Regions from separate parts of the Mus musculus genome. Here region 1 is linked to region 2. A link is a contact called in public HiChIP or PLAC-seq data. All regions are on one chromosome and are shown on one strand. The core of a region is the stretch at or near the end of the contact, and the rest is flanking DNA. Distances in the headings are between cores, read along the strand shown.

The links. HiChIP or PLAC-seq counts read pairs in DNA pulled down with a chosen protein or histone mark.
Region 1: an H3K27ac HiChIP or PLAC-seq map of extraembryonic endoderm stem cells shows a contact between it and region 2. The contact joins the enhancer-like site here to the promoter of Maff in region 2. A contact is called at or near these places in 5 of 39 promoter capture datasets (the 3T3-L1 cell line, cranial neural crest, embryonic stem cells and 2 more), 9 of 115 datasets of contacts at active chromatin or transcription factors (CD8 T cells, the SCID.adh cell line, bone marrow-derived macrophages and 6 more) and 1 of 9 other capture datasets (adipose tissue).

What each region holds. Positions count from the first base shown.
Region 1 is chr15:79,515,334-79,520,754 of GRCm38.p6, reverse strand. It overlaps Kdelr3 (KDEL (Lys-Asp-Glu-Leu) endoplasmic reticulum protein retention receptor 3), which reads right to left and starts at 4,347. Exons shown (of 5, transcript NM_134090.2): 1 at 4,115-4,347. The coding sequence starts at 4,205. Within about 2 kb of position 1,719, at least 20 of the 459 cell types and tissues checked have an H3K27ac peak or open chromatin away from gene starts, as enhancers often do. A contact at or near this core is called in embryonic stem cells and extraembryonic endoderm stem cells, where this site is marked.
Region 2 is chr15:79,344,217-79,349,619 of GRCm38.p6, reverse strand. It overlaps Maff (v-maf musculoaponeurotic fibrosarcoma oncogene family, protein F (avian)), which reads right to left and starts at 2,100. Exons shown (of 3, transcript NM_010755.4): 1 at 1,866-2,100.

The DNA.
Region 1 (5,421 bases), core at 470-2,969, 170 kb before region 2:
ATGAATATATATGAAGCATATGTTCCCATATAAGAACCCATATAAGTGTCTGGAACAGGAGCTACAAACAGCTGTTAAGACATGATGTGGGTCCTCTGTAAGACCAACCAGCGCTCTTAACCCCTGAGCCATCTCTCCAGCCATGGTCTGTGGTGTTTCTTGGTCTACTCTTTATTTAGTCCTGTATCTGATTTAGAGTCTTGTTACTTTTAATGCTTTTTTTTAAGATTTATTTATTATTATATCTAAGTACACATAGCTGTCTTCAGACACACTAAAAGAGGGCGTCAGACCTCATTACGGATGGTTGTGAGCCACCATGTGGTTGCTGGGATTAGAACTCACAACCTTTGGAAGAGCAGTCAGTGCTCTTAACTGCTGAACCATCTCTCCAGCCCTTAATGTTATTTTTTTAAACAATTATTTATAAAATTTATTTCCTTACTTAGTATGTGTTTGTGGTATCTGTGTGTATGTGCACACCATGTATGAAGGTCAGGGGACAACTTTCATGGGATGGCTCCTTCCTTGTACCACATGGGCCAAATTCAGAAGCTCAAACTTAACAGCAAGTACCTTATGTCACTGAGCCATCTCAACAGCCAGATCTTCAGTATATTTGAGACAGCACCTCATGTGGCCCAGGCTGGCCTTGAACTCTCCGTGTAGCAAAACTGGTCTTGAAATCCTAATTTCCCTGCCATCTCTTTCTGCGTGCTGAGATCTCAGGCTTGTGCCGCTACAACCAGGGGTTTTATTAGTGAAAGAGCTTCGGCGTCCAGAGGGCTCCCTTGTGCCCTCATTCATCCAGCTCATACCTGGTGGCCATAAAGGTTCTCACAAGAAGGCAAGGATAGGGCTGGGCCTTTGTGCATTGGTGCAGTGCTTAATCCCATCACTCAGGATGCAGAGGCAAACCAGCCCAGGCAAAGGAGCCCAGTCTCAAAAAAAAAAAAAAAAAAAAAAAAAAAAAGGAGCAGGAGAGACTGGGGCGTGGCCCTGGGCAAGAACACTTGCTTAGCGTCACAGGTTCCATACCCTTGACTCCGGCTCCCCAGTGTTCCTGCTTCACCCCCTGCCTGGGCCCTGTACTCTTATGGCTCTCCTGCAGGTCAAGGAGATGGCTCCAAGGGCCAGGAACTTCCTTTATCTTCCTTCCTTGCCACGCCCACAATAGCTTCGGCCACACCTTGCCACGCCCACACTAGCCTCGGCCACACCTTGCCACGCCCAACGTTTCCAGTCCCAGTGCTGGTGTCTCTGAAGCCAAGGTCAACTGACCTCACTACTGCTCTCGAGAGCTGCTCACAGAACGTTCCCATCCTTAGCATCCCTCTCCTGGACTCTGTGACATCAGGCGGTTGTGCCTCCCCTTCTATGGCTCTACCTGTCTTTGTCCACAAATCACCCAGCTGCCTGCTGTTCTGTATCTCTGCCATCTCAGCCATCCCTGTGGCTGATGGCTTCTAACACGTGTGCACACACACACATGCACACACACAAACATACACACACTCCAGAGAGCCTCCAGATCCAAGGCTCCTCTTAGTTTTGGCCTGTATGTTCATTCATCTGTCCGCTCCATTTTTCAGGACAATCCCACAAGGCCCCAAAAGTCATCCAAGACAAACCTATCTCCGAATAGCCTTCTCCACCCCTTCTTGGTAAACAGCCCTTCATCCCTCTGCAAACTCATGGCCACCCTTGAGCCTCTCTCCCTCTCTCACACCCCTCCAGTCACCACGCCCCAGTATTCTTTAGCCTCTCTCTTCTCTACTCGGCTACTCTCAGATAGCCCAACAATTGCTGGCCAGCGGCCCCACCCCCACCCCCACTTTCCATTCTCCATCCAGAAACCCAAGGGCTATTTGAAAACAAAATTCTGCTTAAAGCTTTTATGTGACTTCCAAATGTCCTTAAAAGACCCAAAGCCTTGTCCCAGCTGCTGCCTGGGCCATCCTCCCTCCTGGCTCTTGCCACACCCCCTCCAGCCTAGCAATTTGTCTAGATTCTATTCCAAGTGAACACAGGGTCTGCATCCTGTGACCCCTGTAGTGACTCTGCCTTCCTGTGCCCACACTCCCTGTCTCACTCTTCTGGTTGTGACGGGCAGTCTTGGGATGGTTTTTTTGTTTTTGTCTTGTTTGTATGTTTTCGAGACAGGGTTTCTCTATGTAGCCCTGGCTATCCTGAAACTCTCTCTGTAGACCAGGCTGGCCTTGAACTCAAGAAGATCCACCTCCCTTTGCCTCCCAAGTGCTGGGATTAATGGAGCGTGCTACCACTACCCAGTCAGAGTGACATTTTTAATGATGGAGGAGACTCCTAAGGTCTCTCCCACTCTGAAGAACACTGGGCCCAGATACCGGCTGCAGGCGAGTGTGGGCCTCACATTCCTCACTAGTAGTCCTGTTTCCCCTCCCCCCCATCCCCCGCACATGTGATTGGAGCCATGTGACCAAGACCTAGGACCTGAGTAGAGCCTAGCAGGGAGACAGACGAGGCCATAAAGGAACTCCTATAGGGGGTGACACAGATGGGGAGGCGACCTAGACCAGGTGGGGCTGGCTGTGTTGCCCCTTCACCAAGCCCTTGCCAAAGAGGCACCTGCCCTATTAGGACAGTCTAGGCAGCAGCTTCATGGGGGATACCTGGCCACTATATCCTCCAGTCCTCTTAACCTTGTAGGCTCAGGGTTCTACCCATAGTGGCTCCACACATAAACACATAAACACTATCCCTACCAGAAGCCCAGGAGAAGAGAGACACCGTGAGTGAGTCCCTCTGACTGATAGGGAAACAGAAGCCCCAGGCTACACAACTCAGCAGGACAGTGGGACAGTGGCCAGTGTGTCTCTGGCATTTGGGGCTGGCACCAGCTGCCATTTTTCTTTCGCCTACAGCAACGCATACTGATTTGCTCCTCCTGTCGCTTTCTGCTGGTCTCTCAGTAGGTCAGCTCCCTAAGGCAGGGCATTGGGGTATCAGGGCACAGTGTCCCTCACAGGATGAGGGAGGAGGTAACAAGCACTCCCCCAATCCTACCCCGGACCTCTAAAGCAAAGTCACAGGCCCAGCAAGCAGAAGGGCCGTGAGAGACGATCTCTCAGGCAACTGACTACTACAAACCCCCGGTAACGTCTAATTCAGTCCAGAGCCACTGGATCCAAAATGTGTCTGATCCATACTCAACCAAGTCCCTCTCCTGATCAGCCTCCCAGGTGACATCTCAAAATGCTCTCAACCTCCATTTCCGGAGTCTCAAGAGACCTGCTGAGCCTCTGCCTCTGCTCCTACTTCTTCGATGGTTTCCTTCATCCTGGATCCCGAATGTGACCGGAAAAAGCCTTTCACCATTAGTCCATCCTACCTTCTGGATTCCTCTTCCTCCTGTGTCCTTCCCAGGACATGCCCTATGCCCTGTGGCTTCTACGTATTTGCACGGGTGTTCTCAACACCGTACCCTGTACCTTGAGCACATACCCTGCCCATCCTCTCTGTCCACGTAGCCCTCAGCTGCTCTCTGCCTCCCCAGCTCTGGTAGAGTCTGAGCTCACACTCAATTGCATGCCTGGGACAGGCAGGGAACGCTAGGAACGGAGATGGCTGAAAGACAATGGGCAGCTTCTTATTAACCCGGGGACTGAAATCATCAACCCAGCCTCCAGATATTTCCCATCCCAGCAAGGCCGCTAGACCTGTAGACAAATCGCGAGCCCCTCCAACGCCTTCCACTCAGAGCCAGCTCCACATCCCTGGGCCAGGCTGATATCACCAGCTGGCAGGAAAAGGCTCTCTCTGGGGAAATAAAAGGCAGGAGAGAATGAAGACTCGACGACTAAGGCGACTTCAAATATGGTCTCCTCCCAGGGGAAGGTCCCCCTCCACTCCTCGCCCAGCAGCCGTGATACTGCCAGCTGCCCAGTTAAGGATAGGGCGAGAAGCGTGAGGTAGGGCTCTTCATGGAGACAGAAGCCACGCTCCCTCATAATCTCCCGGATCCTCTGATGTCGAAAAACTTCGCTGAAGTTTTTGGAAGCGCGCGCGCCCGGCTTCCCTCTGAGCCTAAGTCCTCACCATGGTCCGGTCCCGCCCCGCCCCGGGCGCCGCTCACCGGCGCAGCTCTTGGACCTCCAGATCTTCACCAGGAGCAAGATCATAGCCAGGAGGTGGCTCAGGTCCCCGAGGATTCGGAACACGTTCATGGTCCCGCCCGCCGCTCCCGCGCCGTGTCGCGCAGAACTTCCCAGGGAACTTTCTGTTGCGCGGGGCGCTGCCACGTCCCCGTCCCTGCTCCTCGCGGTGCCCCAGGCCGGTGCCGCGCCTCCTTGCTGGCGCGCTCCCGCCGCGCGCACCCTTGGCCGCGCGGTGACGTGGCGGGGCGGCCAGGCGCGGGACAGGAGCCAGGAAGCAGCGCTTCTCACGTCCCCACGCCGACAGGCGGGGCAGCTTACACAGCCGCTGCTGGCCCAAGCCGAGCCCCTCCCTCTCTGGTCCTGCGTAGGCACCAAGTGTTCCTCTCATCCCCAGAAACCACAGTCAGGGCCTGGCACTCACTTCAAGTCCTGACTTTCATAGCTCTGTTGGGCCCTGGGTGGTGGAAGCAGGCTTTCAGCCGCGGAAGACCTCCCAGGTTGGAACTCCCGGGAAGTGGTGCTGAAAGGAGCCATCACCTGTTAAACTCTGAGATAACCTGAGCTAGCTCTGAGATAACCTTGTTGATGGTTTCCGGTGGGGAGAGAGGCTGACTCTGAGTCCCCTTTCTGGGCTTCAGTATTGACTACAAGGGAGATGCTAATGGTGTAAAAGAGGCTGAGTGTGTTGGGGATGCCCACCGCCTTCATTTCTGCCCCCCTCTTCTTCATGTGGGAAGACACTGGAAAGAACTTCACTGACCAGGAAAAACTCCAAGCACGGCATAGAGGCAGGCAGGATAGAGTAGGAAGAATCTTAGGTGGGCTGGAGGCCTCCATTGCTATGTGAAGCATCCTCTCTGGGCACAGGTCTATTAATCTATAGCTATGGAACCGATAAACCAAGGGCCTTTCTGCCTTCTCCTTGATCCCAGCCCCCCTCCCTCCTGTAGCTGGTTTCTTCCTAAAGAAATGGCTTCGTCTGGCTCCCTCTGTGTGCAGGAGAGGCTTCGGCAGGATGAAGATCTGTTGCTTACGGTGTTCGCCAACTCTTTCCTGGCCTCCATTGCTTTACCATTACTCCCCGCACAAAGCAGTTCTGGGAGGCTTTGCATGTGACCAGTAGCACTGCCTGGGGGGTGCAGCATGGGGGACCCTGGGCAGCTTGCTGTGAATCTACACACACACACACACACACACACACACACACACACACACCTTTCCTGGGGAGATGAAACACACTTGTCTGCTCACCCCAGATAGGGAGCCCACGACAGCCTAAAGTACA
Region 2 (5,403 bases), core at 851-3,350:
AAATAAGGTGAAGAGACGGCTCAGTGGTTAAGAACACTCCTACAGAGAAGACCCAGATTTGGTTCCCAGCAACCACATGACTGGTAACTACAATTCCAAGGGACCCAAAACCCTCTTCTGACCTCTGCTGGCACCAGGTACACACCCAGTGCAAACATATACATGCAGACAAAATGCTTGTTAAACAAAAAAAGTGTCCCCTGGAGACTCAAGGGAAAACCATCTTTCAATGCTAAGTTTCCATCTGTCAGTGAGCCAGTTAGCCACGTCCCCTCACCTCTGATCCCCCAGCTTTACTGGGAGATGTTTCCTGATGAGGTTTGAGGATGGACCCACATGATTCCTGTGGGCCTGGCTGCAAACCCCTAACCCCCAATTCTATCCAGCCCCGGTCCTTGGGATGGCCTCTGCTTTCCCTGTTTCCCCTGGAAAACAGGCTGTGCATCTCAGCTTCCAGAGCGTCTTGCAGAGCTCTCCTGCCATCATACTGCAGATGGGGACCCTGGAATCCTCACAGTGGTAGCAGAACTCACTGGGCTCAAAGTTAAAATATCACTGATTCCACCCCCTAACTAGTTCAGTTGCCACCTCCTCGGACTCCAGCACCCTCGGGTGGGGGAGGGGGTAAGAGGGAAAGTCTTGAGTGGGATCACGGGGGTTCCCAGAACAGGTGTTCTCAGGCAGCGCTCCTCTCCCACATTAACCCTTCCCTCAGGAAGATCAGGGGTTAGCACTGGCTGCTGATCTTGCTGGGCATGGGTAGACTCCAGGTGTGCCAGCTGGCCCAGTATTTAAGTAGCCCTGGGGTCCAGGGTGGAAAGGGGGAGGATGACGGAGGGTGGAAGGGGCGGGAGAAAAATTCCAGACCTGGTGTGACCACCGATCGGTCTACACAGAGGTCCAGTCTAAGGAGTCCAACCTGAGGAGTGTGACAGTGGGCCTCATGCCATCCTCCTGGACCCAGCAGGTGCAGCCTCAGACACCCAGACCAACCACAGTCGCCAACAGAATAGTCCGGGAGCCTTGTGTTCTCCAATCTGTCACAAACTTTCTGGCCTTGCCTGTTTCTCCTGAGACTGGAAGAATGGGACAATCCAGGGGTGGACAGTCCATACTGAGCCGGAAAACTTGGGGCTAAGGAAGGACTCCCATGTACTAGGTTCCCAGATCCACCAGGTGGCCAGGAGAAGACTGGCTCGCTAACCTCTGCTCTATTCTAAGCTGCAGGCACCCGCGCTGGGCGAGGAACAAACACTGATGTCACATGGCTCCAGCCAGGGGAAACTCCAGAGACAACAGGGACCGGGCAGTCCCGGCTGGTGGAAAGGGGGAGGATGACGGAGGGTGGAAGGGGCGGGAGAAAAATTCCAGACCTGGTGTGACCACCGATCGGGCCACTTCCTTCGCTCGGGTCCTTATTCCGCATTTGCTCCAGTGGACACTGGTGCGCACCCACTTCAAGATACACTGGGCTAGTGTCAGTCTCCAAGGAGCGCGTGCGGCCACACACACAAACACACACCCCGAAGTACACCGTGTGCACGCAGCCCGCAGAACTCAGGACGCTCCCCAAAGAACACAGCCGCACGCACGCCACCGGGAGACGTAAACAAACCGCGCACACAAGGTGCTGGGCGCGGCTCCAGGGACTGTTCTCACCGAGTCACGTACGTGCACGCCCCGCCCCCGCCCCCGCCCCGGCTTCCTCCGGGGCCCGCGCACCGCCTCCCAGCCAGCCCCTCGGAGGCCCCTCCGGGAGCTGATGTTAAGGGGGCGCCGAAGGGGCAGGAGGACCACGCGCCGCCCAGGCAGGACCCGGAGCTCACACTTCTGGAGCTCGGTCCCCGTCCCTGACGCGTCCTTACCGCTCTCCGCCAGGCCCGGCGCTCAGTGCGTGCTTGTCGCGGCTGTCGCGGTGGCGGTCCTTGGCCGCTCTCGAGCCCCACTCCTCTCCGATCGGGACCGCAGTTCACTAGGAACCCGGCTCCGCGCAGCGCCGCTCCGAGTTTTGTTATGGGGCAGGCGGCGAAGGGGGCTGGAGCCGCGCGCAGTTGTAAGGCGAGCTTCCCGGAATTACTCACGCACAGGATTCCTTTCATTCATAAAAACCCAGTCATGCAGTGACGTCACCGCCCCAGCCGCCAGCAAGCCCCAGAGCGGCCGCCTGGAGCCGAGACCCCGCCCACGCCCGAGTGAGGCGCCGCCCCCAGTAGACCCCGCTGTAGGAGCCCACAGCCAGAGCCGCCACGGTTCTCCGTGCTGGGACTGTGTCCTCTGGATGCATTCACGTGACACCTCTGGAGAACGGCGTGGGTGGAGGTGTCATTTGCTTTGCTTTACAGTTCACTGTCTGGCCTCTTCTCTCGTCGATCTACATCCTTTGTCCGGATGACCTCATCCAGTCTCGTGGTTTTAAGTGCCTTCTCTGTACCTGTGAACCGTAGGTTTGTATTTCCGAAGCCACAGCAATTGCCTACCCCTGGTCTTCACGTGGTGTCGGCTCCATATCTTCAACCCTACCTCCACTCGCCCCAGGGACGCTTTCCCTGTGGGTCGATGTGCTTGCTTGTTACTAAACTCTGATGCCTAACGTTCAGACCCCACAACTTCCAAGGTGGAAGGAGACAATGACTCCAGAAAGCTGACCTCTGATCTCTACGTACTTAGAGCGGTGGAATGGGTCCATTCACACACAGACACATAACAAATAAGTGAATTTAAGGAAAACACAAGTTATAAGAAAAAGGTGTTCAAAAAATTTACCTCTGAACTCAAGTTCTCAATTCTAGAAAATACACAATCCTGTTCACCACCCTCCCCCACCCCCCACACACCCTTTTCCTACCTTCTAGAGAGCTGAGGCTGTGCCTGGCAAATAGTAGGTGCTCAACTAATGAAGAAATCCAGTAGACCTGTATGACAGTGAGGACCCCATGTGGCTAGATCCATCGCCCACATCCTCAGCCTAGGAGAACAGGGAGCCAGGCTTCTGCATCCACACCCTACTGCCCACAGAAGTCGATCTTTTGGTAATGGCCAAGCAATGTTGTGCAATGCTGCGTTTAGCAGTGGGGTTGGCCTTCTCACACTGTCTTTCCAGTGGCAGAGTCATGAGACGCCCCGCAAAAAATGGTATCCTGGGAGAAGAGGCTTCAGAGCTCAAGTGGCTGGAGGAGAGAATGATTTGGGATCTATCACATCTTTTTATCTTTCAGTGAGATCTTTGCCCATGTCACTGATCTTTCTGGTAAGAGGGACTGGTGGGTAGAATGAAGGTGAGAGAGCTGAGGCCTCCCTGTTGGCTGTCCTGCCAGACTGCACACTGTCACCCCCTCTACCAAACTCTGAGTCACAGGATGAAACAAGGCTACCAGACCCAGGACCCGTGAAACCTCGGAGTTCTTGCTCACTTGAGATGAAAGGGGAGACCGGTTGAGGGTGTCACTTCCATCCCCTCTGACAGCCTGCAGAGGAAGGCAGGTCAGTGTGGGCACTTGTCTGGACCCTGGCCTGCTCAGGTTACTCTTTGTTTGATAAGCTGCCTTCCTGAAAGACCTGGCCTGAGGCCACTCCCACTGCCTAAGTCTGGGACATCTTCAGCATTTAAACAGAGCAAGCCTGGAGTGTTCACACTGGTAGAAATTAAGAGACAAAAGCAGAGAAACCTGCCTTTTCTTTTCTCTTCCTTTCTTTTTTCTTCCTTCCCTCCTCCTCCTCCTCCTCCTCCTCCTCCTCCTCCTCCTCCTCCTCCTCCTCCTCCTCCTCCTCCTTCTTGTTTTGTTCCAAGAGAGCACAATGGCCCTAGAAAATGACCATAGAGCCACCCCACTGTAATAAGATATTGCAATAGGGACCATCAGCAGATATGTGTGTTTGACAAGAAGCAAGATATTCACATACTTGGAGCCAGCCAAGATGGCTCAGGAGGTAAAAGGCACTGTCACCCAAGGATGCAAGTTTGATAACAAGAGTTTAATCATCCAGAATCCATGTAATGTCAAAGGAGACTACTGACCCCACAGAGTTGCCTTCTGACCTCGACATGTCACATACAAACACACACATAAACATACATAATACATAATACATTCATACACACACATACACTTATACACACACATATACACTCACATACACAGACACATAAACATACATAATACATAATACATTCATACACACACATACACTTATACACATACACACACACATACACTCATACACAGACACATAAACACACAAGGAGAGAGAAGGAAGGAGGGGCAGGGAAGAAAGGAGCAGGATGAGAGAGGGAGAGAAAAATGATGGTGAATAAAGAATATGAATAAAAAAATAAAGAAGATAATGAATAAACCTTTTTTTTAATTAAAAAAAAAGGTATTTCTGGCTGGCGAGTTGGTTCAACAGTTAAGGGCACATATTACTCTTACAGAAGACCTGAGCTAGGTTCTCATCGCCCACATCATCTCCTGTAACCGCAGCTTCACAGGTATCTGACACCTCCCTGCAGCTGGCCACCTGTGCTCACATGTACATACCCACATGGACACACATATACACATAATCAAAGATATTAAAAAATAGCCTTAAAGGGAGAGTCTCATAATTTCAAGGTAATTTCTCACAAGAGAACTATTAACTATTATTTTTATGTTTTTATTTTATTTATTACTAGCGTGTGTGTGTGTGTGTGTGTGTGTGTGTATGAGAGACTAGGTCAGAAGGCCAACGTTCAGAAGTCAGTGCTCTCCTTCTACTGTGGGTTCCAGGAATCAAACTCTGGTCATCAGGCCGCCACAGCAAGCACTTTTCCAGATGGAGCTTTTTCGCTGGCTTGAAAGAGTTAATTATTAACTCTGGAAAGAACATAGTAACTCTACAATGGAGAAAATGGCAGACTCAGCCTTCCCTAAGTGATCCAAGCTAACACACCAGCAGTGGAACAAACAGATGGACTGGAGGACATGATAGCTCCTAGCAGACAGGACCATGGCCCCATCATGTAGCCCCGTTTCAATGGTTGTTCCGTGATGCTGTAGGAGACTGTTCATGATTTTAGGAAACACGACTGTACTTGGAAGGAAGGCTTTTTAAAAAAAATACACTTATTGTATTTTATGCATAAATGTTTGCTGTGTATGCTTATTTGCACCTCATGTAAACAGGGCCCTTAGACACTGTCTTAGTTAGGGTTTCTATTCCTGCACAAACATCATGACCAAGAAGCAAGTTGGGGAGGAAAGGATTTATTCAGCTTACAATTCCATACTGCTGTTTATCACCAAGGAAGTCAGGACTGGAACTCAAACAGGTCAGGAAGCAGGAGCTGATGCAGAGGCCATGTAGGGATGTTCTTACTGGCTTGCTTCCCCTGGCTTGCTCAGCCTGCTCTCTTATAGAACTCAA